Linked DNA regions of Zea mays: all the other regions are linked to region 3. The links are chromatin contacts, called in public Hi-C maps. All regions are on one chromosome and are shown on one strand. The core of a region is the stretch at or near the end of the contact, and the rest is flanking DNA. Distances in the headings are between cores, read along the strand shown.

Region 1 (3,836 bases), core at 290-2,789, 270 kb before region 3:
ATGCGTCCATTTCGTCCTGCCGCTGCGCCCGAAATGTTTAACTTGCATGACCTTGGGCAGGATGCTCTTATCCATCTTATCTTCTCCAGTGGGCTCAGAGAAATCACGGGTGTAGATATCCTCTTTACCCGCTGACTGGATAACATCATCAGCACCTTCCTGGAAGAAGGCGCCTTTGTGGTAATACTTCTGCATAAACTTCCACTTCTGTTTCGTCTGACGAAGCGGCTTCGGATTCTTCCGCTCCCATTCGCGACGCTCCTCCTCGGTCATATTCCTGACTTTCTCGATCTCCTCCTTCTCCTTCAACCTCGCATCTCTTTCCTCCCTGTCCCTCTTAATCCTTGCTATTTCTCTGTTTTTCCACGACTCGTACTCCTCTGCTTCGTTCAACTCGTCGTCTGTATCGACATCCTCGATGTTGGCCTCTTCGTTCAGTGCCTTCTCGATGTGCTCCTCCTTTCTAATCTCTTCGACCACAATCTGTCTAGTCTCGATCTTCCTAGCCTCCAGCCTCTTCTTGACCAGCTCCTCAAGCTGCCGTTCCTCCTCCTCCAGCCGTTCGCGCTCCGCGATGGTGTCTCTCTGTGACTTTGGTATGAAAACGGGCTTCACCATGGCCATTCCCATCTGCTCATCCTCAGAGTCTGTCTCGTACTCAGATTCCTCCTCAGACTCCTCGGCCTCCACCGGTTCCTCCTCTTCCTGAGGAAGCAGCTCTTCCTGCTCCCTCAGCAGCTGCCTTGCCCTTATTCTCCTCCTCCTCTCCTCTTGGGCCTCCTCATCCTCCTCGTCGGCGTCAGCCTCCTGCCTCTCGTTCTCCTCCTCCGCGGTTGACACGATCTCCGCCTGCCGTATGCGGCGGTGATCCGCCCTCAGCTCCTCCTTATTCTCCGCGCGGGTCTCCGCGAGCCGGCGGAGCCGGCGGTCATCCTTGGCGGGAACATCGCCGTCCTCGTCCCTGGGGAACGCCTTGTCGAGGGAGACCCGTGCCGTCCTGAGGTCGACGTCCTCATCGACGTCATCGGCCCACTCAGGCGCCTTCCCCGGCCAGTACCGTTTGACCTTGGTCTGACCAATCTTTCCACGGAGCTTGTCGCGCACCGCGATGGCCGCGTCGCTCACGCCGGCCGCCACGGACATGGCTGCAGCTGCTCACCGGTTCTCCACCCACTGCGTTCCGGTCAGCCTGCAGAATTGCACAAAATCTCGTGATGCGGCACAGGAGCTGGGGCGGATCCACAATGGCACTTGGGTGCGTCTATCTGGGTCAGATTCCAATTCGGACAGGAGACCAAGGGTGGGGGGTGCTCGGTTCCGGACGGCGGAAAGGGACAGTAAGGAACGGGGATGAAAGGGGAAGGGACGAGGCGTACCTGGTGGAAACTCGTCGCCGCCGAAGACCTGGGAAGTGATAACGGGCCGCGCCGCTCGCCCAGCCGTCGCCGCCAGGAGAGAAGGGCACGAGCGAGAACCGGAGAAGAAGGAGGCCACGGGAGATTTTATTATTATTATTATTATTAAAAATGTTATTTGTTTAGTCGGTGAACGGGGAGAAGAAGAGCAAAGCTAAGCCGAACCGGAACGGGCCCAAGTTTACGGGCTGTCCGAAACTTTCCACAAAATACAGCAGCCCAACAGGCCAGCCCACGGAAATATGTTTAGAAGGAAGAATATGTTTAGAAGGAAGAAGACAAAAATAGCTGCGACAACCACACATTTGCCGCATTAAAAAATACATTCGACACAAGCTTTTCCAAACTTGTAGAGTAGTGGCCAAAACCAAACAGTAGCCACACACACATGCTACTCAGTTTGCCGGTGTATGCAGATGCTTTGAAATATTTTGCCACGAAATGTTTGTTTCCTTATCTAACTTGCCACATTTTATCTAACTTTTTTTTATTAAGATTAGTTCTTCAATTTGGATGGTTAAACTTAAGCAAAGTGTGACGTAGTTAGCCACGAACCAAATAGACCCTTAAATCTCTTGGTCGGAGGACCGAGGAGACCATGAAGCTGCCAGAATGCATGGCGAGTGGTTGTCTCTAGTGAAAGGCCTATGCGTTCGGTTCTTCGGTTCGGTTCCTCGGTTTTTATAAAATTCATTATCAAGAAATTAGAATCGAAATACACCAACAAGTCAGATAGAGTCCAGAATTTCAGTTTTTGGTTCGGTCACTGTTGGTCACTTGTTCTCAAATGTTGTGAATCAAGAACAAGGCAACACAATTGTTAAAGATTAGGGACCTTCGTCTTCTGAAGCATTGTCTTCATATGGGCATAATGGTCATTAGACGAAGGTCAAGAAGAACATACCTTCATTATTTAACACACAAATAGGAATACATAAAGATGAAGACAGAGACTGTGTCTCATTAATTCATTTATATTTATATTTCATAGAACATCTATGAATATAAACAGGATTAACGTTACATTGATACCTTCGGCTTGCTCGAAGGTGTGGATGCGGGAGAGTGAATACAATCTAGCGTGAACAGTACGGTGCTACTGTTCATCTATTTATATGCATGGGACGCAGCCCAGACGAAATTACATTCATGTCCCTGACATTTATCTATTACCATAACACCAAATATTAAGGACTGAGTAGTCTTTGTCCCCTTTTCAGTCATCATCATACTTGGTCTTCATCATTACACCAAAACCGAAGCTCCTCGGTTTCAGCTTCGTCGTCCATTCTTATGACCTTCAGGTTTCATCTTCGCCTTGCTATGTGTCGGCGTTTCGAGACCGGGGGGTCCCTAGGCCGACGAGTGAATGTCGCCGCGTGCCCCAGCCCAGATGGGTCGAGCGCGCGGCCGAGCGCGAAGGGGGGAAGCGAGGTGGCCGGAGACCAGCGTGAGAGAGGTGGGAATCCCGCGGCCTTCGTGTTCGTCCCGCGCCCAGGTCGGGTGCGCTTGCAGTAGGGGGTTACAAGCGTCCACGCGGGAGAGGGAGCGAGCGGCCTCACGCGAGCGCCTGTCTCGTCCTCGTCCCCGCGCGGCCAACCCTCTCTAAGAGGGCCCTGGTCCTTCCTTTTATAGGCGTAAGGAGAGGATCCAGGTGTACAATGGGGGGTGTAGCAGAGTGCTACGTGTCTAGCGGAGGAGAGCTAGTACCCTAAGTACATGCCGTCGTGGCAGCCGGAGAGATTTTGGCACCCTGCTGGTGTGATGTCGTGGCCGTCGGAGGAGCGATGGAGCCTGGCGGAGGGACAGCTGTCGGAGCTGTTGAGTCCTTGCTGACGTCCTTTTGCTTCCGTAAGGGGGCTGAGAGCCGCCGTCGTCATAGAGTATGCGGGGCGCCATCATTGCCTATCTGGCGGAGCGAGCCAGATGGGACGCCGGTCTTGTTCCCTGTGGCCCGAGTCAGTTCGGGGTAGGGTGATGATGGCGCCTCCTGTTGTCGTGGCTGGTCTGCGCCCTAGGTTGGGCGACGTGGAAGCTCCTCCGAAGCCGAGGTCGAGTCTGTCTTCCGTGGCCGAGGTCGAGTCCGAGCCCCTGGTTTGGGCGAGGCAGAGATCGCCGGCTGATGCCGGGCGGAGTCCGAGCCCTGGGGTCGGGCGAAGCGGAGTTCATCGTCTTCTGGGGCCGAGCCCGAGTCCGAGCCCTGGGTCAGGCGGAGCGGAGTTTGTCGTCTGATGCCGGGGTGGAGTCCGAGCCTTGGGGTCGGGCGAAGCGGAGTTCGTCGTCTTCTGGGGCCGAGCCCGAGTCCGAGCCCTGGGTCGGGCGGAGCGGAGTTCGCCGTCTTCCGGGGCTTAGCCCGAGTCCGAGCCCTGGGTCGGGCGGAGAGGAGTTCGCCGTCTTCCGGGGCTTAGCCCGAGTCCGAGC
Region 2 (3,981 bases), core at 602-3,101, 510 kb after region 3:
TATGCATCAGTGTAAGGCCACGCCTGCGCCAATAGTCAAGGGTGATAAGTTTGGGAATCATCAGTGTCCCCAGATCCAGTTTCAGAAAGATCAGATAAAGTCAGTACCATATGCTTCTACTATTAGAAGCATTTTGTATGCTCAAATATATATTCGCCCTGACTTAGAATTTACTACCGGGATGCTTGGGAGATATCAGATCAACCCAGGCATAGAACACTGTTAAGCAGATAAGAAGGCTCTAATGTACCTCCAAGGTACGAAAATGGCCTCATGCTAACAAACAGAAGATTTAGTTCCCTACTTCGAGGTATAAATTTACTATATATGGGGGAGTTATTTCTTATAAAAGTTGCAAACAGACAGCGAGAGCATCGTCGACAATGCACGCTGAGTTTGTAACCATGCATGAGGCAAATGGGCAGGCAATAAAGATAAAGAAATTTGTACCCGGATTAAGAGTGGTCGATAGCTTGGAGCGACCACTGAGAATTTACTGCGATAATGAGCCAGCGGTACCGTACTCCTATAACAACAAGTCATGTGGCGCTGCCAAGTTCATTGACTTTTAGTGTTATGTTGTTAAGGAGTAGATTCAAGATCAAACCATAAAAGATGAGCATAACAAAACATAGCAGATGCTAGCGGATCCGCTCACAAAAAGGTCTTCCACCCAACGTGTTAAGATATCACGTAGCCGGCATGGGTTTAAGGGAGTGCCTATGATCTTGAATCACAGGGGCTACAGATTGCAACCAAATAAAGTCTTTTTCCGTTCTGAAGCAGGCGAGCATGTTGTAGTCAATGAGTGCGATGATACTTAATCGGTCATTGTCACACATTGGTCTCTATGTGTAAACTTGTCAAGGGATGGAATCCAGAAAAGTTGAGAATAAGGAATGTAGAGAACAAAGGGGAGATTGTTGGGTGTGTCCTCTACAGCTGGTCATCAGTGACCGGATTGGGCTAAACCCAACTATCTATCTCTTTAAATGGGCCCTTGATTGGGAGGGCCCACGCTAACCTCGGTTGGAGCCCCAGGCACACGACGCTATAAATATAGGACTAAGGGGTCGCAGGAAAGACGAACGCTAGTTCCTCACCCCAAAACCCTAGTCCCAAGAGGCCCCCATCGCCTAGTCGTCGGAGTGTTTGGAAACGCGACAACCTACAGCGGCTCGGATCCCGATGCCTGCTGCTTCTCTGCAGGGCAACGGTATGAAGATAGCAACAGCAACAAGGTGTGTTTCCCCATTTCTCTGAGTAGAACAGTAGATCAGATCTACATGTCATCAAGGTTTTACTTTCAATTACAGATTGGTATTCTAGGGACTTAGGAATCGATCCTAGACAGTATAGATCCTAACAAGAGGGACAAGAGATCACGAGCAATGTAGACGAATTGCGTATTCGTTCTTCTTCTTCACCATTGCCTAGGAAAAAAATTTGTTGCAGCCGGGCTGCAAACCAGGCCGTTTACAGCCCCTCACAAAAATGAGGATAGGCCCCACCTGCAGGTCCACCAGATAACGTTTTTGTTGTATTATTGACCTGCAGGTGGGGTCTATCCTCATTTTTGTGAGAGGCTGCAAACGGCCTGGTTTGCAGCCCGGCTGCAACAAATTTTTTTCCATTGCCTAAGCTAACAACATGGCGCATTTCTGAGATCTACATTCCAAGTGTCTTGAGTAGTGCTATCAGAACGGTGTGCTATGGGCCTCGGCCCTGTGGCTGTCGGACCACAAATCAACCGACGGGCGTCCGGCCCATAGCCCCCTGACTGTGACTGCACGATCAGGAAGGAGTACAGGACCAAAATCTTGTCGTGAAGCACAGGTGTCGCAAGCCACACATTTTTCTTCCTCACTCCTCACACAGTCACACTGTCGACCGCACCACGAGTGGCCATGCTCCAACTCGCCCCCACGCCGCTGCCGTCGCCGGCGGCCGGGCGTAGGCCTCGACCCTCCTCCGCATGCATCTGCTGCTCGAGCGTACGCGCGCTGGAGGAGGCGAAGCGGGTGGTGCTGGTGCGGCACGGGCAGAGCACGTGGAACGCCGAGGGCCGCATCCAGGGGAGCTCCGACGCCTCCGTGCTCACGCCCAAGGGGGAGGCCCAGGCCGAGACCTGCCGCCAGATGCTCGCCTCCGACTCCTTCGACGCCTGCTTCACCAGCCCGCTGGCGCGCTCCCGCCGCACCGCCGAGATCATCTGGCAGGGGCGTGGGCGTGGGCGTGGCGACGGCCTCATCCCGGACCCCGACCTCCGCGAGATCGATCTCTACTCTTTCCAGGTCTCAATTCCTCTCCTCCTTTTTTCTCTCGTCACTGTTTAGTTTGTGCAGTGCTGGCAGACTGCTCGTGTGTGGCAAACTGGCAATGCCTGCCCAGTTCCGTCTGCTTGTTACTTCCTCGATGCGATGCTCGCCATGTGCTCGTGGAAACGCCCTGTAGTAACGGTCCGGTGATCCTGGTCTCCAGGGACTCCTGAAGCGCGAAGGGAGGGAGAGGTACGGTCCTCTGTACCGGCAGTGGCAGAAGAACGCGGCCGAGTTCAGCATCGACGGCCACTACCCGGTGCAGGAGCTGTGGGACCGCGCACGGAGCTGCTGGGAGAGGATTTTGGCGCACCGGGGCAAGTCAGTGCTCGTGGTCGCGCACAATGCAGTGAACCAGGCACTTGTTGCCACCTCTTTGGGTGGGGTGCATCCTGCATCCGAGCGTGGGATCGGAGTTCATTGCGTGTCTAAGTGTGATCGAAGCTGATTTCGTGCTTTCCTCACGGTTCATGATGTTTAGGGCTTGGCGCGGAGCACTTTCGGATTCTGCTCCAGAGCAACTGTGGCGCTAGTGTGCTGGACTTCACCCCACGGGCTGGGGGAGGTCCTCCTACCGTCTGCCTTAACCGCTTAAATCAGGTGAGTGTAACTTTGTTCTCGTCGCTGACTGACTCGTATGATCGTGTCTTCCCGGTATTCTTAGCAAACATTAACAGGAACCATTTACATGATTATGTTATTATTATTATTATTATTATTTTCGTTCAAAAAGATGAATATTCTCATAAGGAGCAGCATGTACCACTTAACCAGGTCTGTTAGCATTTCCGCTTGGTAACAACTTGGAGATCAAAGAAATTTCACCAGACAATACAGGGAAAATGGAAGGGTCAAACAATTAAAACATGGATTAATCTGCCCCCAAACTGTATCTTGTAGTACAGACCCCAAACTCTCCTGTCGCTGGGGGAAGTTCTGCGGGAAGAAAGACGAGCAAGAGGATCATTCTGGCCTGTCAAGGGGCTACACAAAGCAGTTCTGAGGTATGGTTTTTTTTTTTACTTGTTCGTGCTCGTATCCTATTCCCATCATGAGGAAGCACTAACGGATTCGTTTGGCATACCATTCTGTATGTAATTCCTGAAACTGCCATCTGAAAATTGAGCGCGTCAGTCCAGCCCACAGCCCAGCCCAGCTTGGTCTTGGTTGGCAATTGGCATGAAAACTGGAGAAACAAACGCATCCCTAATCTTAGTGATGTACACCGTTAATTGTCCATTGCTTTGGGTTCCAGATTAGCTTGGGTGGAACGGGATATGCGCCGCTGAACATGCTCGGGACTATACAGGCACGTCGCTTTATTTTTCCTGCTCCTGCGTCATAATTTTGCTCCCAACGCAACAGCTGAGCTCATCTACGTACGTACGGGCAAATGCTTTCAGTCTCAGAAGACTGCGGAACTACTCCTGGATTTGAAGGTCGACAGCATCGTCTGCAGCCCGCAGGTGGCAGCTGTTGATGCCGCGACTATCATATGTGAGGTGGCCATAATCTTCTGAACTGGAACATTGAGTTCTTTAAACTGTGTCCCCCTTTTTTTCCTTCTGCCTGTTTTCAGCCTATTTTGTCTGATCGTATGGAATGAATCGCAGGTCCAAGAAGCTGCAGATTGCTTAGGTGCTGATTGCGTGCCTCGTTACGT
Region 3 (3,705 bases), core at 101-2,600:
TGTTAGCAGTAGCATTACTTTTGTTTTCTGACTGATGACACCCATATTAAAATCCATCGCATAAAACTATTGCCTTGTCTATTCATGCACCCATTGTTTTATGACAACGAGGGTTTCAAGCTTTCACAGTTCCAGCAGACACCATTAATTTGACTGTCTTTTTTATTTGCCTTTTGAATTTACTCTCCAGCTACTGATTTCCCAAAAGGCCCAAGCTTCGTTCTTATCCCCTCAGTCAGCTGGACAGCTGTGTGCATGGCAGGCTGTAGTAGTGTCCAAGCAAAACAGGCACAGGTTCAGGTTCTGCAAATTTGGGTACGCGTGCTTGTTATTTTTTTTCTGCACTGGTATCCCCCCATCTCCTAGAGCTTTTCTTGAGAAATTAAAGAGGGAAGGAGTAACAAGAATCTGGCTTTTTACGTGAGTTTGAAGGTTCAAAAAAGAAGATGAACATTGGGAAAGCTGCATAAAAAGATAGGAAATGAAACGCTTTATTAGGTCCTCTAATGGGTATTACTAACAATACTAATTGTATAATTGTCACATATCAAAAATGAAACAAATCAAGCAAGCAAATGCTACTTTTATATCTCAATTAATTACCATTTAGAATATATGCTACCTTTTAACTTGTATAATATCAGTTGTTAAGAAAATCAATTATTGCTTTAAAACGAATAGTTACATTTTTCATCATTTCACATGTACCTTATTGCAAAAAATGAGATAACCGGAAGTGTGCAGTGTGGACATAGTGATTTCAATTGCAAGCTGCATGGTACAAACCCCAATGTGATTCCTTTTCTCTCACCAGCTGGATCATCCGTTAAATATATCAACATGCAATAAAGGAGAAAAGCACAGAGTATTCATTCAAATCTGAGTTATCAACTTACCATGTTGGTGATTCCTTAAGAAAAAAAAATTATTCCCATTTTACTTGTACTGGACACTCAATTTAGAACTGCTGTTCTTTAAAGCGTATTTTCATAGTATATCCTATATAAATTTCTCGGGAAAAAAATGTTTGTCCCATTCGCTGCTTTACTGTTCAATAAAAAAGTGAAGTTATGTTGGGCTGCAGTGCAGGACACTTTTGCAGTCCAACCAATCAGATGGTTGGTCAAAGGAGAGAGCTAGAGAGGGAGAGAGAGAGAGAGGCGGGATCGCAGAGCAGCAGAAAGCCCGCCATTCTCGTGCTAAAAATCTCTCATTTATTTTTATTTATCTCTGCCATTTGCCCGTATTCAAAATCCAATCCCTGATGACTTGGGTATAATACTGGCACGACCCAGCTGCTGCTTGCTGGTGCCTGGTAGTAACCGGACACAGACCCAAACTAGAATAGGTGTCTGTTCTTGTCTGCGGTTCTCTGTTCGAGTCCAAGGCTCCAAGCAAGCAAAGAACCGAACCACCGGGAGCAAGAAATTTTCCCAGAGTAAGCAAGTCCCAGGACTCAACCAAGAAGAGCCCTTTGCATGCAGATGGAGGGAAGGGAGGGTATTGCAGTTGGCCGCGAATCCGGCCACGGCAGCATGTTCAGAGCAGCAGACATCGCCATGGCGGAGGCGCAAGAAGCAGCAGCGAAAGGCTACCAGTCCTCTCCATCCTCGCCGTCGACGTCCCCCACGCCGTCGCCGCCAGCGGCTGCGGCTGGCCACGCCGGGGACGCCGCCGCGACTCCGCTTGCCTGGAGCTTGGGCGGCGAGACGCCGAGTGGGGCCGTGGTGGTGGACAACGGCACGCAAACGGCCGGGCAGAGCGAGCACGCCAGCCTGAGCTCCGGGCGCCGCCGGGGCCGGCCGCGCGGTTCCGGGAGGCGCCAGATCCTAGCCACTCTAGGTCAGTATTCTCCCTGTAGAATGCAAAGCTTCCCTCTTTCTTGTTCCGCAACCAGAAATTTCCAATTTTTTTAGAATTTCTTGCTGCGTTTGCTCCCCTTGTCGATTTCTGTTGCATTGCTTGGATGGGGTCCAGTATGGGGGATGTGTGCAGTGCATGTGATGTGCCTTTCTTTCAGACTGAAGACAGGTCAAATATCCGTCACCTGTTACGGCAGCTCTTCTGTTCCCTGTCGCATTCATCTGTCATCTCTGTGCTATGTACAACTATTGAATCGATTCAAATGTTTATGCCCTTTTTCCTACCAATCTTGTGGTTGGGGGAGATTTTCCCTCATCAGATCACCTAATTTACCTAATCCTTTGGTATAGTTGAGTTAAATTTGTTATACATATTGGCCATGACTAAGGTCTGTTTTTCTCATCAGATAGTCGTAGTTAAATTACATAAAAAAATGTTCAGTTCTCTGTCTGATTGGTTTTCTCTCAAATGCAAAAAGGGGAATGGTACGCGCTGTCAGCCGGCGGGAGCTTCACGCCTCATGTCATCATCGTGGGTACTGGGGAGGTAAGACATGTACTCCATCCCATTCCAGCATCTTGTTTGTCTGCAGCTAGGGCTAGTTTGGCATTTGCTTGGCTAGTGTGCAGTTGTGCTTCTCTGAAGGCTGTCGCTGAGCGCTCTCTTGTCCAACTCGTTGGTAGGATGTGGCGGCGCGCATCATGTCGTTTTCTCAGAAGGGTCCACGCTCGGTCTGCATCCTCTCTGCCAACGGGTCAATCTCTAATGTAACACTGAGGCAGCCGGATGCATCTGGGAGCACCTTCACCTACGAGGTACGGACTATCGAGGGTTGCTGTTTGTATCTTATCATCTTATGTGTCACTCTACTACTAATGTTCCATTAGGACTTATTAGGGAATCCTGGCTGCTCTTGACAAATTCCGTCTATACGGGGCTGTTTGGTTTTCTGCTTAAGACGTCACACCTTATCTAAGCTTAGTCGTTTGAATTGAAGAGAAAAGCTAGGCAAGTTGCAACACTTTAGGCAGGAAACCAAACATGCTCGTAGTCTTAGAATAGTCTATGGGTACATGAATCATAGCAGCTCCCTTCTCTATGATTTTCTTTTTTCAAAGACATGCAGCCTTAACTTGATCTCAACCACTCATTTGACGGAGATTCACCAGTTCGAGTCACATTCTTTGGTTTGATTGAGAGTTTGAGACTGATAATCATCAAACAGAAGTCATAGCTAGATCAACAGTTAGGAAACTATTGTGTAGGTTTGATTTACTTCAGGCACCAGAAAGTACACTTGCAACTGTAACGTAGACTCCATAACACTACACAGAAAATCGGCAAAGGTATAAATGGCCATGGAACTTCTGAAATCACCCATATGCATGTCAAGTTAGAACATAGTCTCCGAGTTGTTTCGTTGCTGTAGTATCACAAAGATGTTGCACACACCACAGTCCACATATATACAATTGGTGTTTTATGCTCATGTTCAAACTGCACTGGCGTGTTCCTGGTCTCTTCAGGGCCGTTTCGAGATCCTGCAGCTGATGGGCTCCTTCACAATGGCCGAGGAAGGCCGGAGGAGAACCGGCGGGCTGAGCGTCTCTCTTGCTGGCCCTGACGGCCGCGTAGTCGGCGGCGTAGTGGCTGGGATGCTGCGTGCTGCAAGTCCTATACAGGTATGCAGCCACAGGCACACCGCACACACACACACTGAACATAAGCATAGATAGCAGAGCAGGAAACGTTCTGTCTCTGCCGGTTCAGTTCATAAACCTTTGGCATGGCAGGTGATCGTCGGAAGCTTCCTGCCCAACAGCCTGAAGCAGCACCAGAGGA

The links. Hi-C and Micro-C count contacts between places; a contact is called where the count stands out from the background.
Region 1: a contact with region 3 is called in a Hi-C map of ear, with 2.6 times the contacts expected there. The contact joins the promoter of LOC103654338 here to the promoter of LOC100217167 in region 3. A contact is called at or near these places in 6 of 25 Hi-C or Micro-C datasets (ear, leaf, leaf mesophyll and 2 more).
Region 2: a Hi-C map of tassel shows a contact between it and region 3, with 2.7 times the contacts expected there. The contact joins the promoter of LOC100274536 here to the promoter of LOC100217167 in region 3. A contact is called at or near these places in 2 of 25 Hi-C or Micro-C datasets (bundle sheath and tassel).

The regions. Positions count from the first base shown.
Region 1 is chr4:193,109,340-193,113,175 of Zm-B73-REFERENCE-NAM-5.0, forward strand. It overlaps LOC103654338 (microfibrillar-associated protein 1), which reads right to left and starts at 1,540. Exons shown (of 3, transcript XM_008681178.4): 1 at 1,377-1,540; 2 at 1-1,189. The coding sequence starts at 1,143.
Region 2 is chr4:193,884,495-193,888,475 of Zm-B73-REFERENCE-NAM-5.0, forward strand. It overlaps LOC100274536, which reads left to right and starts at 1,852. Exons shown (of 8, transcript NM_001320120.1): 1 at 1,852-2,294; 2 at 2,482-2,698; 3 at 2,800-2,918; 4 at 3,224-3,322; 5 at 3,574-3,627; 6 at 3,722-3,820; 7 at 3,932-3,981. The coding sequence starts at 1,908.
Region 3 is chr4:193,375,059-193,378,763 of Zm-B73-REFERENCE-NAM-5.0, forward strand. It overlaps LOC100217167, which reads left to right and starts at 1,351. Exons shown (of 5, transcript NM_001143532.1): 1 at 1,351-1,842; 2 at 2,342-2,409; 3 at 2,547-2,678; 4 at 3,390-3,545; 5 at 3,657-3,705. The coding sequence starts at 1,479.